3 separate regions of the Sus scrofa genome follow, and regions 2 and 3 are each linked to region 1. Evidence: chromatin contacts called from public Hi-C and HiChIP or PLAC-seq data. All regions are on one chromosome and are shown on one strand. The core of a region is the stretch at or near the end of the contact, and the rest is flanking DNA. Distances in the headings are between cores, read along the strand shown.

What was found. Hi-C and Micro-C count contacts between places; a contact is called where the count stands out from the background. HiChIP or PLAC-seq counts read pairs in DNA pulled down with a chosen protein or histone mark.
Region 2: a contact with region 1 is called in a Hi-C map of embryonic fibroblasts, with 2.8 times the contacts expected there. The contact joins the promoter of DRAP1 here to the promoter of SART1 in region 1. A contact is called at or near these places in 2 of 5 promoter capture datasets (fetal skeletal muscle and liver), 6 of 47 Hi-C or Micro-C datasets (embryonic fibroblasts, epiblast stem cells, heart right ventricle and 2 more) and 2 of 2 datasets of contacts at active chromatin or transcription factors (alveolar macrophages and skeletal muscle).
Region 3: a contact with region 1 is called in an H3K27ac HiChIP or PLAC-seq map of alveolar macrophages, with 4 times the contacts expected there. The contact joins the promoter of FOSL1 here to the promoter of SART1 in region 1. A contact is called at or near these places in 1 of 5 promoter capture datasets (liver), 5 of 47 Hi-C or Micro-C datasets (alveolar macrophages, embryonic fibroblasts, heart right ventricle and 2 more) and 2 of 2 datasets of contacts at active chromatin or transcription factors (alveolar macrophages and skeletal muscle).

Annotation. Positions count from the first base shown.
Region 1 is chr2:6,371,058-6,375,596 of Sscrofa11.1, reverse strand. It overlaps SART1 (U4/U6.U5 tri-snRNP-associated protein 1), which reads left to right and starts at 2,255. Exons shown (of 20, transcript XM_003122517.6): 1 at 2,255-2,664. The coding sequence starts at 2,352. It overlaps TSGA10IP (testis-specific protein 10-interacting protein), which reads left to right. Exons shown (of 9, transcript XM_021083386.1): 8 at 199-323; 9 at 818-980. The coding sequence ends at 941.
Region 2 is chr2:6,410,329-6,414,750 of Sscrofa11.1, reverse strand. DRAP1 (dr1-associated corepressor) reads left to right here and starts at 2,816. Exons shown (of 6, transcript XM_013994078.2): 1 at 2,816-3,138; 2 at 3,385-3,457; 3 at 3,572-3,665; 4 at 3,947-4,274. The coding sequence starts at 3,097. C2H11orf68 (UPF0696 protein C11orf68 homolog) reads right to left here and starts at 2,805. Exons shown (of 2, transcript XM_003122554.4): 1 at 2,553-2,805; 2 at 465-1,863. The coding sequence starts at 2,719. The coding sequence ends at 1,107.
Region 3 is chr2:6,428,530-6,432,837 of Sscrofa11.1, reverse strand. FOSL1 (fos-related antigen 1) reads right to left here and starts at 2,680. Exons shown (of 4, transcript XM_003122519.3): 1 at 2,342-2,680; 2 at 164-361. The coding sequence starts at 2,431.

The DNA.
Region 1 (4,539 bases), core at 1,006-3,505:
GAGGCCAGCAGCTGGGTCAGCACATGGGCTCCGGAGAACCAAGCTTTTCACTGGCCCAGTGGGTGGGAGTGGGCCCCCTGAGTCAGGCCCCCCAAGGCTGCCGCCCATCTGGAAGCCCCAGGACCCCTGTGTAATCAGAGCCTCATGGTGTCCTCAGCAGCCCTGTCAAGAGAGGGAACCCCTCTTCTCTCTCCTCAGGTCAATGCCCGGCTCACGGTGACGCGGCGCTTCTCCCAGGTGCTGTCGGAACTGGGACTGGATGAGGAGCAGCTGCTGGCTGAGGCAGGAAAGGGGGACAGAGAAGGTGCCCCCAGGAAACCCAGGTGAGGCCCAACTGCGGGGAGAAAGGGCACCATCACCAGCACTCCCCACAGGGTCTCACCCCGCGTCTGCCGGCCCTGGATCCACCCAGAATCTGGGCTTCAGACCTGCCCCATCCACTCCCTGACCTGGAGGACGAGTCCAGCTTGAGCGGAGGAAGGCAGGGCCAGGGTTATTTTCCCTACTTCCGGTGCGGAAACTAAGAACCCGAGGGGTAGGGCCATGCCCAAGGACACAGGAATGCACCGCACACCAAGTTCCCACCCTGGGCTGGGGCCTGGCCAGTCACTCCACATACGCGTATGCTTTCCAACAACTAGGTGCACAGCAGGGGTTTTGAGGCTTGAGGAGGGGTAATCACTTCTCAGGGTCACACAGTACAGGAGCCCCGACATCAGTGATGATGGCCTCACCCATCCAACAGCCCATGTCTTCTTGGGCACAGGGACAGAGAGCTGTAGAGCCCAGTGGCCTCTTGGTGTCTTTTGTCTTTAAGGAGCCACAGGTCAGTGGGGGCAAGAATGCAGGACTCTTCTCAGAGCCCCACGAAGACAGGATCCACCGGCAGCCAGCCTGATAAGCACTCTAACTCAAGCTCAGACCAGGAGTCTGGTGTCTAAGATTAAAATTAAAAATAAAATTAAATGCTTTGTGGAAAATAGTGTGAGATTTCTGGTGGTGGGAAGGGGCTGCGTGTTGGGAGCTGGCGGTGGCAGGTGGGTTTGCAGCAGGCTTTCCCCACATCCCAGAGGAACTCTGGCTGTTCTGGCTGCCCCCTCCCTGTGCACAGCTCTGCCTCTGCTCCTGAGGTGTGAGCATGGCATCTCCAAGAGCAACAGCGGCAACTTGCCCTAGAAATGCTGGGTCCTAGAAAGTCAAGAGTGAATAGGACAGAATGGCTTCTGCCTTTGGGAACTCCCAGTTCTGGGGGGGAGGAAAGCGGAACTTTAAAGGGGAGCATAATCACAGACAGATGGGCCTCCAGATGGGGCAACTGGGAGGTGAGGGGTGTCAGGAGGGATGGAGAGATTGTGTGAACAGAGTTTTTGTTGTTGTTGTTTATTTGGCTGTGCCTGTGGCATGCGAGAGTTCCTGGGTCAGGAATTGAACCCAAGCCACAGGAGTGACCCAAGTCGCTCCAGTGACAGTCCCGGATCTTTAGATCTTTAACTCGCTGCGCCATAGGAGAATTCCTGTGTAAACTGAGATTTTAGCTTCAAGCAACTTCAAGTTAGAGCTCCTCTCAAGAGGGAAAAAAAAAAAGCAGCAGCAGCTCCCGCGAGCGCGCTCTCTCTCTCTCTCTCTCACACACACACACACACACACACACACACACACACACACACACACACACCCCGATGTGCTAAATTTTGCGTTCGATTTCAGGGGTTCACAGGCATGCAAAGGCCCATCTCGAGCTCCGTAGCAGTCAAAGCGCACGTTAAAAAAACCCAATTCAGGGACCGTGGGAAGGCAGCGTTTGCAGACAATATTAGTTGTGGGGGCTGGGAGGAGGCTGGGTTGTGGAGCTGAGGGTCTCAGGAGCAGAACGTGCTCCGTCCTCCTACACCTGATCGGCCACGACCCCAGGGAGTCTACTAGGAGGACTTCTGCTGGAGCGGCGGGCGCTGCAGTGAGCATCCCGTGGCTGAGGGTGTGCAAGCGGAGGGAAGCCAGGGAGGCCATGCTGGCTTAGATGGGCCCTAGGTCCTTCAAATTCTGGGATACGGTCTTCCCCGGACTCGAACGCGCCCCTCAAGCTTGAGCGCACGCGCAATCCGACCACTATGTCAAAGACCGCCGCTCGGCCAGTGCCGGCCGCGAATGCGCAGTCGGGCCCGATCCCAGCCTTCCCATGAGCCTTTGGGGCAGCTCCGAGGCAAAGGACGGAAGCAGCCGCTCTTGGTTTCCGGCAACGCGACGGCGCAGCCGGGCCCGACCCGGAAGTGTTCCCATTTTGCGCCGTCGGGGCTCGGCGGCGGCGGTGGCGGCGGCGGCGGCGGCGGCGGGGCTCGGGTGGACCTACCACCATGGGGTCGTCAAAGAAGCACCGCGGGGAGAAGGAGGCGGCCGGGACTACGGCAGGAGCGAGCACCGGGAGCGCCACCGAGCAGCCGCCTCGGCACCGGGAGCACAAAAAACACAAGCACCGGAGCAGCGGCGGCGGCAGCAGCGGTGGCGAACGACGAAAGCGGAGCCGGGAGCGTGGGAGCGAGCGCGGGAGCGGGCGGCGCGGGGCCGAAGCGGAGGCCCGCAGCAGCACGCACGGGCGGGAGCGTAGCCAGACAGAGCCCTCCGAGCGCCGCGTGAAGCGGGAGAAGCGAGATGAAGGCTACGAGGCCGGTGAGGGGCGGGGCCTGGGCAGGGGGCGGGGCGATGGGGAGGGTCTCAGGGTGGAGGGCCTCGGGGATGGAAGCCAAGCCCACAGGCCCAGCCATCCCCAGGCCCGTCGTCAGCGCATTTGGAAGGGTCTTGTTTTGATTATTTGGGATTAAGGGTTGGCTTTCTCTGCTAAACTCCGTGAAGGTGGAGATTTTCTCTGTTTTCCTTAACTGACACATCACAGGCACTCGCTAAATGTGTCGAGTGAACGCATGGAGTGGTACCATCGTGTGTAGAGGCAGGAGGACACCTGGTATTGGGCAGGTTATGTAGAGCTCATAGCAGAGACATGAGGCAGGGGTCCGAACACAGAGGCTCCTGCAAGCCTGTTAAGATAATTGAATTTTGTTGGCGTTCCCGTCCTGGCGCAGCGGAAACGAATCCGACTAGGAACCATGAGGTTGTGGGTTCGACCCCTGGCCTGGCTCAGTGGGTTAAGGATCCTGCACTGTCTTGAGCTGTGGTGTAGGTCACAGGTGCAACTCGGATCTGGCGTGGCTGTGGCGGTGGTGTAGGCCGGCAGCTGTAGCTCCAATTCGACCCTTAGCCTGGGAACCTCCATATGCCAGGGTGTGGCCCTGAGAAAACAAAAAACAAAAAATTTTGAACTTTGTTTCAAAAGTAATAGGGAGCCATGAATTCGAGCTGGGGAGCGAGTTAGTCGTATTCACGTTATCACAGAGAACACTGTGTTGAGAACTGGGTAAAGAGCAGTCAAGACCCATAGAGGAGGTAAGGACTGGCCATGGCTGGCACCAGGGCAGCAGCAGCGGGATGGAGAGTCGTTGACCCATTGGAGAGGTGTTTTGGAGGAGGAGGTGACAGAGCTTAAGCACTTGGATGACAGTGGGAAGGAGAAGAAGGAATTGAGGATGGTCCTTGGATTTTGGCTGGTGTGACCAGGTGGGTGGTAGTGTTGTCGACGGAAGTTGAGTTTGGAAGAGAAGCAGATTTTTTGGAGAGAGACAGTGAATTCAGTTTTGAGGAGTGTTGCATGAGGCACATGGGGAAACTCAGGGCTTGGGCAGGACAGAGCAGTTTGAGAGTCATAAGGGTTCAATGGCAAATGAAGTCCCTTGAGAGAGTGAGGATTGAGAAGCCAGGGTCGGGGGCAGAACCTCAGGAATGTCTACGTTTTAGTAGCAGGCGGAGCAAGATGGTACAAAAAAGGAGGTTGGATGTTCCCCAAAGCAAGAATACCATAGCATCTCATGTCATGGGATCTGTGGGCGTGATCAGTGGTGTCACACACCACAGGAGATGAGGCAAAACCAGAGTGGCAGAGAATCCATCGGATTTACAGACAAGGAGGCTGGCGACCTTGGAGCGAGCACGGAGGTGCTTGGGAGTCAGGGTCCAGGTGGGGTGGGAGGGAAAGACGTAGGTTGCGAGGTGGCCATGCTGGAGGGAGGAGCTCCAGCCGATGGCGTCCAGCTTCTGTGTGTGGCATTCTGTGTGTGACATTTGCTGTTTATGAGGTGGGTGAAAGAGCTCAGAAGCGCTGCTTTATTTCCTGTAGCATCCTCACAGCACAGGCGCCAGTAAGTGTATTTTTTGACTGTGTGAATTACACAGAGAGAACACAGATATGCTGCCAACATGGGCCCTGCCCTGTGAGCAAAAACAGACCTGGAGATGGCCGTGACCGTGCTGTGGAGTGCAGGGGAGAGGAGTTGGTGCTGATCAGGAATCAGGACTCCGGCCTCTGATTGTTGCGTTTGGATAGCATCTTGCTAATCAGAGTGAGGCCAGAGAGGGCCGTGTAGGTTGTAACAACAGAATACACAGAGGTGGAGAGGTGGCAGAGTGAAGGATGTGGCAGGTTGGACCTTTTGG
Region 2 (4,422 bases), core at 1,567-4,066, 39 kb before region 1:
ACATGAAGTGCTTTGCAAACAGTCTAGTGGCCTCTGCGATGTTCAGGGTAGTGCAAGAGGTGAGTGTAAACGAAGGACTTCCAGGGCTACTTACGGTTGTGCAGGTTGTTCACTGCACAAGGATATCCAGCTTAGGCAGCAGAAACCCAACCCATCCTCTGCCCACCAGACCATATGCCCTGGCCTAAAACTGTCAGGACCAAAAGGGTACCTTTCTCTAACAGACACACATACGCCCAGTGGGCACAGTTCCTCAGAGCTGCTGGGCCAAGCCCTTGGATTTATGGGTCATCACTGAGATTACCCCCAAATGGATTCTGATTCTGGGAATGGAAGGGACACAGAGCTGGCTTTGCAGAAGCTCTCAGAGAGGTATCCAGCCTTGGCAATTATGGGGCCCAGGCACAGTTTCTGCTGGCCCTGCCTCTCTCCAGCGACCAAAGCAGGAAACCACCAGCACAGCATTTTAAACACTCAAGACACAGACCCAAGTTGGGTTTTATTGAAATGCCAGAAGCAGGCACATGATAAGGTAGCCAAAGAAAGAGGGAAGGTGGTAGGGGCTCTGAGGTGGCAGGGAGGGGCAGGCCCCATGTCCATGGCCCTGGCCCCCTCTCTCTGCCAGGTGCTGAGTGGGAACAATCACCCGTCCCCAACAAAATGGCATGCTCAGGCCTGCGGGGGCCTCTGCCCCTAGACCGTGAAGGCTCCAGGGAGAGGGATGGAAGCACGAGGCTGTCTCTCTTGTGAGGGAGGGAGAGAAGGGGAGGATGCAGGAGGAGGGAAGAGCCAGGGGAGGGAGCAGCCAAGGCAGGCTCTCCTCCTGGCGTCTGCACCCAGCCCGTGGTCCTGGATGACAGGGGGGAGCAGCGGCAAAGAGAGGCTGAGGGTCCGGCCCTCAGGGAGCCAGAGCCTCCAGCCAGTGAGGACTCGAGTCAGCCCTGAACACAGGACCAAAGTTCAAAGGGACCGAAGATGCAGGCAGTTTCCGAGTAACCTAGTCCTCAGAGCTGGGGGGCTTGGCCTCCGTGGGACGAGGAGGGGGAAGACGAGAGGATCCGTCCCCCGCAGGGGAGGCAGTGGGTGGTCTCTTCCATTTGGTCCCACTAGGTCAGCTCCACGTTGTTGGCGCGGTCCAGCACCCGGGAGCCACGGGCGCTGCCTCCCAGCTGGAAACGGCTCTCATAGAGAGTGGGGCAGAGGTGCCAGCGGTTGGCCCGGTAGATACCCAGGTAGGTGTAGACGTCAGGCTTGTAGGTGAGCAGACACTTAATGCCTGCCGCGCGGATGGCGGCATCTGCCTCCAGTACACCCAAGCGGTCCGTGAAGTCGTCCGTATAAACACAGATGACCTGCCGCCCACCCTCCTTGGCCCGTGGGCTCACCTTGGCTACCTGAAGCCGGCCCTCGACCACGGCTCGAGCAATGCCAGCCCAGGCGTGATCCAGCTTGAAGCCAGGTGCCAGGTGTATCAGCCATTTGCCCGAGAGCACGTGGTGGGTGATGGCCAGCTGGCGCAGGGTACCTGGTGTGACGGGGCGCCCGCTGGTCTGCAGAGCCTCCCAGGCTGCCTGCAGGCCCTGCACGTCGCCTGAGTTGGGGACATAGCCCTGCCCATATGCTGCAATCCAGCCCACGGGCTCAGAGTTGGGAGAGCCAGGGTCCCCATAGCGGGTAACCTGGGATGGTGGGTACTTGGCCAACCAGGCATCCAGCTCCGTGGCAGGTGTGGTTCGGGCATCAAACACCAGCCAGGGGTCCATGTCAGCTGCCATGGCCTCTGCGGCCAGGTGCTCAGCAGTGAAGCCATCTTCACGACCACCTGGAGAATCTTCATCCTCCAGCTCCTCGCCTGGTTCCATCCTGCCGGGTGGGAACCAAGTTAGGGCAGGTCCAGGACAGATCCAGCTTCCTGGGCCTGAGCACGTAGGTGCCAGGCACTGAACTAATCCCTGCGGCCTTGGGCAAAACTTAATGTCTCTGTGCCTCAGTTGCCTCATCTGTACAATGAAAAATAGCTGCTCCCGTCTCAAACAGCTGTAGAGAATTAAATACTAGGAGGTGGAACAAGAACTATATAAATGCTGTTACTATTATCACTACTATCCTTGACCTACAGAGTAGGAAACTGAAGCTCACAGAGGAGGGGGCTTACCCAAGGTCACACCTGCAGTGCGTGAAAGGGCCGAAAAGTGAACTCGGGTGTGGGGGCCGCCGGCCCAGCTGCGGCTCCCGACGCTGCCAAGGCAGGCGGGTCTCCCGGGCGCTGGGATGTAATGGAACGAGGCACCCCGACAGGCCCCACAGGGCCAGGCCTCCAGGCGGGCGTTATCCCGCCTACTTAAAGACGAAGACATGCAGGCCAGAGAGGGCAGTGACCAATCCGAGGCCAACGGGCCGAGCCCGGACTCGAACCCAGGCTTGTTAGAGCCTGCGGGAGGGCCAGCCTCCCGCCCCGCCGCGCCCGCCGCGCCCGCCGCCATTAGTGCTCACGGCCCGAGCAGCGCCCCTGCCCCGCCCCGCCCTGCCCCCTCCCGCCGCCCGGGCGTCACCTCCGGCCTTCGCTGCGCTCGGCGCCGGCCCAGCCCCGGGCCCGGCTCCGCTCCTGCCGGGGCTCCGCGCCGCCGCCGCCGCGCCCCGCCCCCGCCACGGCTGCAGCCGCCGCCGCCATCTTATTGCCCCGCCGCCTCAACAACAACTTTATAGACAAGCGCAGCATAGGGCGGGACCGGGGGGAAGGGGCAGGGCCGTCGGGGCGGTGCTGACCCCGGGGGCGGGGCCATTGGGAACGCGAGGCGGGGCGGGCCTGCGGGGGGCGGAGCTAACGTTCGCTCTTCAGGTCTTGGGGGCGGGCGGTCGCGGCCGTCCAGTCCCGGACAGACGCGCACCGGGCGGGAGGCTGTGAGGGGAGGGCGCTCGGGCCCCGCCGGCCGAGTGCTGACCGGCGGCGCTAGGACCCTGTGGGGGGAGTGGCGGGGGCGGAGGAGGCGGCACCAGGACCCGGGGGAACCGCGGCGGGCGGGCGACGAGCAGGCCCGGGGGCCGGGAGGCTGCGGGCGGCGGCGCTGGGCCCGGCGCGGCGAGAGAGGCCCCGAGATGCCGAGCAAGAAGAAGAAGTACAACGCGCGGTTCCCGCCGGTGAGCACGTGGCCGGCCTCGGGAGGAACGAGCCGGGCTCTCGGGAGGCTCCGGCCCAGGCCCGGCCAGGGAGGCGGGCGCATCGCGCCGTTCGGGGGCCCGGACGCCCCGCCCCCTTCCGTGCCCTCTCCGCGTCGGTGCCCCCCGCCCCCTTCCTCCCGGGATGCTCCCTCTCTCTGCCCCCCGCCCCGCGCACCCTTTCGGGGGCCGCGGCGACGGGGTCCGAGCTCTCTGCCCCTTCCTCAGGCACGCATCAAGAAGATAATGCAGACGGATGAAGAGATTGGGAAGGTGGCGGCAGCTGTGCCTGTCATCATCTGTATCCTGTCGAGGGCTGGCTGGGTTGAGGGAGGCGGGGGAGGCCGGCAGCCCCGGGTCGCTTTTTGGGGGCCAGGACATTGTTAGAACCCGCGTTCGCCTTGACGACCCTCAGCTCGGGCGCTCGAGCTTTTCCTGGAGTCACTGCTGAAGAAGGCCTGCCAAGTGACCCAGTCTAGAAATGCCAAGACCATGACCACATCCCACCTGTGAGTGGCTCCGATCTGGGAGGGCTCGTGTGGGGCCTCCGCCCGGAGTCCACACGCTTAGGGGAGGCTGTGCCCTGATAGGGAGGGAGGTGGGAGGCGGCTGGGCGAGGACTCAAAGGCTGGTAGGTTTGAGTTGGCAGGGACTGGGTATTCTAAGAAAGGGGGCATGGCTGGGATTGAAACGATCCAGGCTCTGTTCCCCTGACATCCAGAGAGCACTTTGCTGAGAGTACAGACATCTGTGCCTCACCTGAGTGCCATTCCCTCCCCACCTCTTCCAGGAAGCAGTGCATTGAGCTGGAGCAGCAGTTTGACTTCTTAAAGGATCTGGTGGCCTCTGTGCCTGACATGCAGGGAGATGGGGAAGACAACCACATGGACGGGGACAAGGGTCCTCGCAGGTGGGGAGTCAGTGTCCATGTGGGGAAGGCCAAGGCCCCCGGGGTTGGAGGTGTCTTGGGGGATGGCAGAGGAGTGGGGAGACCTCTGGGCAGATGGACTCCACCTTCCCGAAGGGGCCGGAAGCCAGGCGGCGGCAGCCGGAAGAACGGTGGCATGGGAAGCAAAGGCAAGGACAAGAAGCTGTCGGGGACAGACTCGGAGCAGGAGGTGAGCTGAGGCCCCAGCCCTCTGTCCTGCCTTGCAGGGTGGAGAGGGCAGCCTTGCATCAGGCCAGGCCCAGCTGGCTGGAGGCCTGGTCCCATCCTCACCTGTGACCTCTTTGTGTTGGTTGCCTTGCACATGGCGGCTGCAGAGG
Region 3 (4,308 bases), core at 1,431-3,930, 57 kb before region 1:
CCAGGGGCTCTTATCACTTTCTGCCTTGGCCAGTAGTCACCAGTGGACCTATTCTCCCCACCCTCCTTCTAAGCCTGTGTTCTGCTTTTCAGCAAGAGCTTATCTTTTTCACCTCAGCAGCCCTGCGGGCACAGGAACCTGTGCAAATGCCTCTGCTCCTTACCTGTTCACAGTGCCGGCGACGCACTGCCGGAGTTGGCCCCAGAGCCCGGATGACTCCCGGCCGGGGTTGTGGGGGACTGTACTGGGGGTACGCCAGAGGCCTGGGGTAGCTGCTGGGTCCCAGGAAGTGAGGCTGTACCATCCACTGCAGCTCCTGGCTGCCACTCACAGCGTTGATGCTTGGCACGAGGTGGAACTTCTGAGGGATAAGACACAGAGGACTAGGGATGAGGTCTGTAGGGACGGAGGGGCTTCCAGGGGACAGAAGTCACACTGCTGCCCACCCTCAAGGCAGCTGCTGGTTCTGAGAGACCAGAGAGGGCGCAGCTTGGCAGGCATCCCTGCTTATGAACTGTGTGACTTTAGGCAGGTCACACAACCTCTGGGGCCTCCATTTCTCCCATCGGAGCTAAGAAAGTGTGAATTCCAGGCACTGGCCCAACGACTTTGCTAATCCTGACTCATATAATTTACACAACAGTATCTTCATTTTCAGACAGGAAAACAGTTCTCCATAGACGCACAGCCAGTAAGTGGGAAGCAGGTTTGTGCCCAGGAAGCCAGGCCCTTGCCCACTCTTGCACGCAGCCTGAGTCTCATCAGCATGAAGAGGAGAGTGACAGCTTCTGGCTTCAAGGGTGATTGTGAGAATCAGGTGAGAGGATGTGTGTGAGAGAGCCTGGTAAGTGTGGACAAGGACCACTGCTCTGGGTTCAGGCTATCCCGGCTTTGATCTTAACTCAGCCATTTACTGGCTCTCTGGGCAAATTATTTAATCTCAGTGTGCCTCAGTCTCCTCGTTTTTAATATTGTCACAGGGAGGGATTACAGCATTTCAATGATGCTAAGAAGTACCCTTTAGTGGCCCTGAATAGCAGCTCTCATAGTTCAATTGGCAACTTGAAAACAATTTTTGTGCTACAAAATAATGATGGGTTTTAGTATCAGTGGGGTCTTAGATTCTAGGAGTTAAGATAAATGAGGCGGAAACTGCCCGGCACCAGGCAGAGCTGCACAGTATGTGCTCCAGGTATCACCTGCCACAATTCCCTTCCAGCCAGAAACGTGAGGAATGGGTTGAGATGGGGGCTTACTGTTTGGAAAAAGAACTAGATTCAAGCCCTGGGTGTGGGCGCCCAGTCGTCCGGGAAGCGCCCCACAAGCCCAGACAAGTCAGGACAGCAGTGTCCCCGGCTTAGTGCTGCGGGCCCAATGGCCCAGTGACCCCAGTTTCGGGCCAAGGTACCGCCGGCGGCATCTCCAGCTCCCGAGGTTGTCCAGGCCCGGGCCCCTCCGGGCCAGGAAGGGAGGGGCGCCCCGCGTGAGTCAGCCACCGTGACTCGGCTGCCGTGACTCGGCGGAACGGACGCCGCTCCTTCCCTCCCCTAGCGACACGTGCTCACGGCCCCTCGACAGGAAATGGGCACCTGCAGCCTCCCAGGTTCCCCCCTGCCGGCAGCGGGCGCCGTTTGGTGCCGAGAGCCGGGGGCGCGGGACTTGCCCGCAGCCTGACCCCGCGCACGTCTCCCTGCACCTCACGGTCTCTGCCGGACGCATCCCGTAAAAGGGTCAAGAGCCGGTCTCCCGGAGCCCACCAGGCTCCACTGCGCCGAGATGATGATAAGGATCTGGCGACGGGATGGGGAGGGACAGACAAACGGGCGGGCGCCGGGATGATCACAGACAGACCGCCCAGGATTCCCAGTCTGCCGGGTCCAGCCCGCCGGTAGATCCTCTCTGTGCGAGGGGACATCTCGGCCGCAGCTCAGACTCCGGCTCTTGGAATTTAGTTCTCTTTGATTCTGCCGGGACTAGAACTCATCCCGGACAAGGGGTCCCCTTCGGACGCAGATGGGACAAAGAAATCGGCGGTGGACAGGAGGAAGGAAAGACGGTAACAGAGACGGAGGGACGGAGAGACCGCAGAGAGAGGGGGAAAGAGCGCGAGCCACAGAGGGGACGTTCGCAGATCTTCGTTCCCCCCCCCGCCGCGCGCGTCCCACTGGGCTGTGGGGGGAAAAGAGCCCTTGGACAACCGAGAATGGGCAGGATCCGCTGCCACCCCTCCGAGCCCCACTCCCTCCTGCGGTTCCCGGCCCCGGTCCGGATTGTGCTGGAGCGGCCCGCACCGTCTCAGGCGCTGTCCACCTGGGGACACTGGGCGTAGGGTTCCTCTCACCTGCTGGCCTGTCACCGGGGGCTGCGCCGGGCCGCCGTACGCACCTCCGGCCCCGGAGCTCGGTCCCGGTTCCCCGAAGTCTCGGAACATGCCCTGGGCTGGCTGCTCTGTGGGGTCCGTGTCGGCGGCTCTGGTTCTGACTCACTCGCTCCTCGCGGAGTCTTTTCTTTTTATGAATGAAAAGTCCTCGGGCTGAACCACTTCCACTGGGGCGGGGGGGGGCGTTCCTCAGCGGCGCTGGTCACCTCGGGGCTCCACCTCTGCAATCGCACCGCCTTTTGCCAGTCCGCCCTGAACTTTTCGTCGCCTCCTACAGCCGGCTAGCCGCTTTTTGGTGGGGAAAAAGGGCGGACTTGACGTCCCCCTGCGACAGCGGCAGGTCCGCCTCCTCTGACGTAGCTGCCCATACATGGTGCAATTTCCTCGCCGCGCCCAGGTGGAGCGAAGGATTCCCCCGCCGACGGAGGCACCTGCGCCCCGCCCAGCCCCGCCCCGCCTCGCCTCGCCCTCCACCTGCGCAGACCTAGATCCCGCCACCAGATCCCAGAGCCCTCAGTGTTTGCATCCGTAAAATGGGACGAAATAATCACACAGCGCCCTGGCCGCGCGTGGGAGGTTGGAATGAAAGGGGTCTGGAAACTGTAAAATGGGTTACAAATGTGATAGCATTATTATTATCATCATTATCATTATTTACTGGGTGCTTATTTCATGCCAGGAACCGTGCTACCGCCATCCAAGTCTGTGGTGTGAAGCCCTTTCACTGGCGTTGTCTTAAGGTTCAGGTTTACTAAAAAGTGAATGACAAACCAGGATTACAAAAGTGGTAGATACACACACACACACACACACACACACTTATTTGGCTGTGCCCGTTGGTATGCAGAAGTTGCCAGGCCAGGGATGGCATCCTCACCACAGCAGCGCCCCAAGCCACAGCAGTGACAGTGCCAGATCATCAACCTGTTGAGCCACCAGAGAACTCCAAAAATGGTGTATATTTTAAATGTTTACAATGACATGATAATGCTTTGAACTATCCCCAAATACTATGCAATGTAATTGCCCTACTCGCAGGGTAATTTCAGGAGTCAGGACAAGTTTTCATTCAGAACCTCTGTAAGCAGTGAAAGCCTGCAGTGGGGCACTTGTCCTGTGGTCTGATAAACATCATTTTCTTTAAATACTGTAACTACTCTTCCAGGACTGTGTGGTCACTAGCCTTGTTTGGAGATTACATCAAAAGTCTGTATGAATGTGAGGCCAGGGACAAATATCAACAGCCGAAGACCAGCAGCGCTGCGAGGTAGGTGCCATTATCGTCCCCATTTTACAGATGGGGGAAGTGAGGCTGAGAGATGTGGAAATGAAGGGCCCAAGATCACTAAGCAAGTGGCCGAAGCAGGTTGCCAAATCAGGGCTGTGGGAGCTCCCAGCCCAGGTTTGGGCAAGCGATTTCAAAGCCCTCACAGACAGCTTTTCACATATGTTGGTGCTGAGAGGACCGCCCCAAAGCTGCTTCTCTGTCTCTTCCCATTCTACAGATGAGGAAACTGAGGCCCAGATGAAGTAAGGAGCCGCCAGGGTCACTTGAGAGAGAGCTGGACGCTCCTGCTTTCCACTGGTACCTCCTTTTGATCAGTTCCAGCTTTGACCTCAGGGAAGGAGGATTTCAGGAAGGTGGGATCCTGGGCTGCTGTCCTTGGGGACAGAGGCCAAGGTCTGTAGATGCGTTCAGGACTTAGAGCCAAGAGGCCAGCCTGGCCTGGGGCTTGCAGTCCCAGAGTTACCATTTTCTATCTCTTACCCTGGGCAGGTCACCCTCCTTCTGAGTCCCGGCCCCAGTGGCAATAATTGAGCCTCCCGCTGACCTCATGGGGCTGCTGTGGGATTCAATGAGGTCACACATGTGAAAGTGCTTTGTAAGCTATAAAGTGATGTACGCTCAGAAGGTGGTTGCCAGCCTG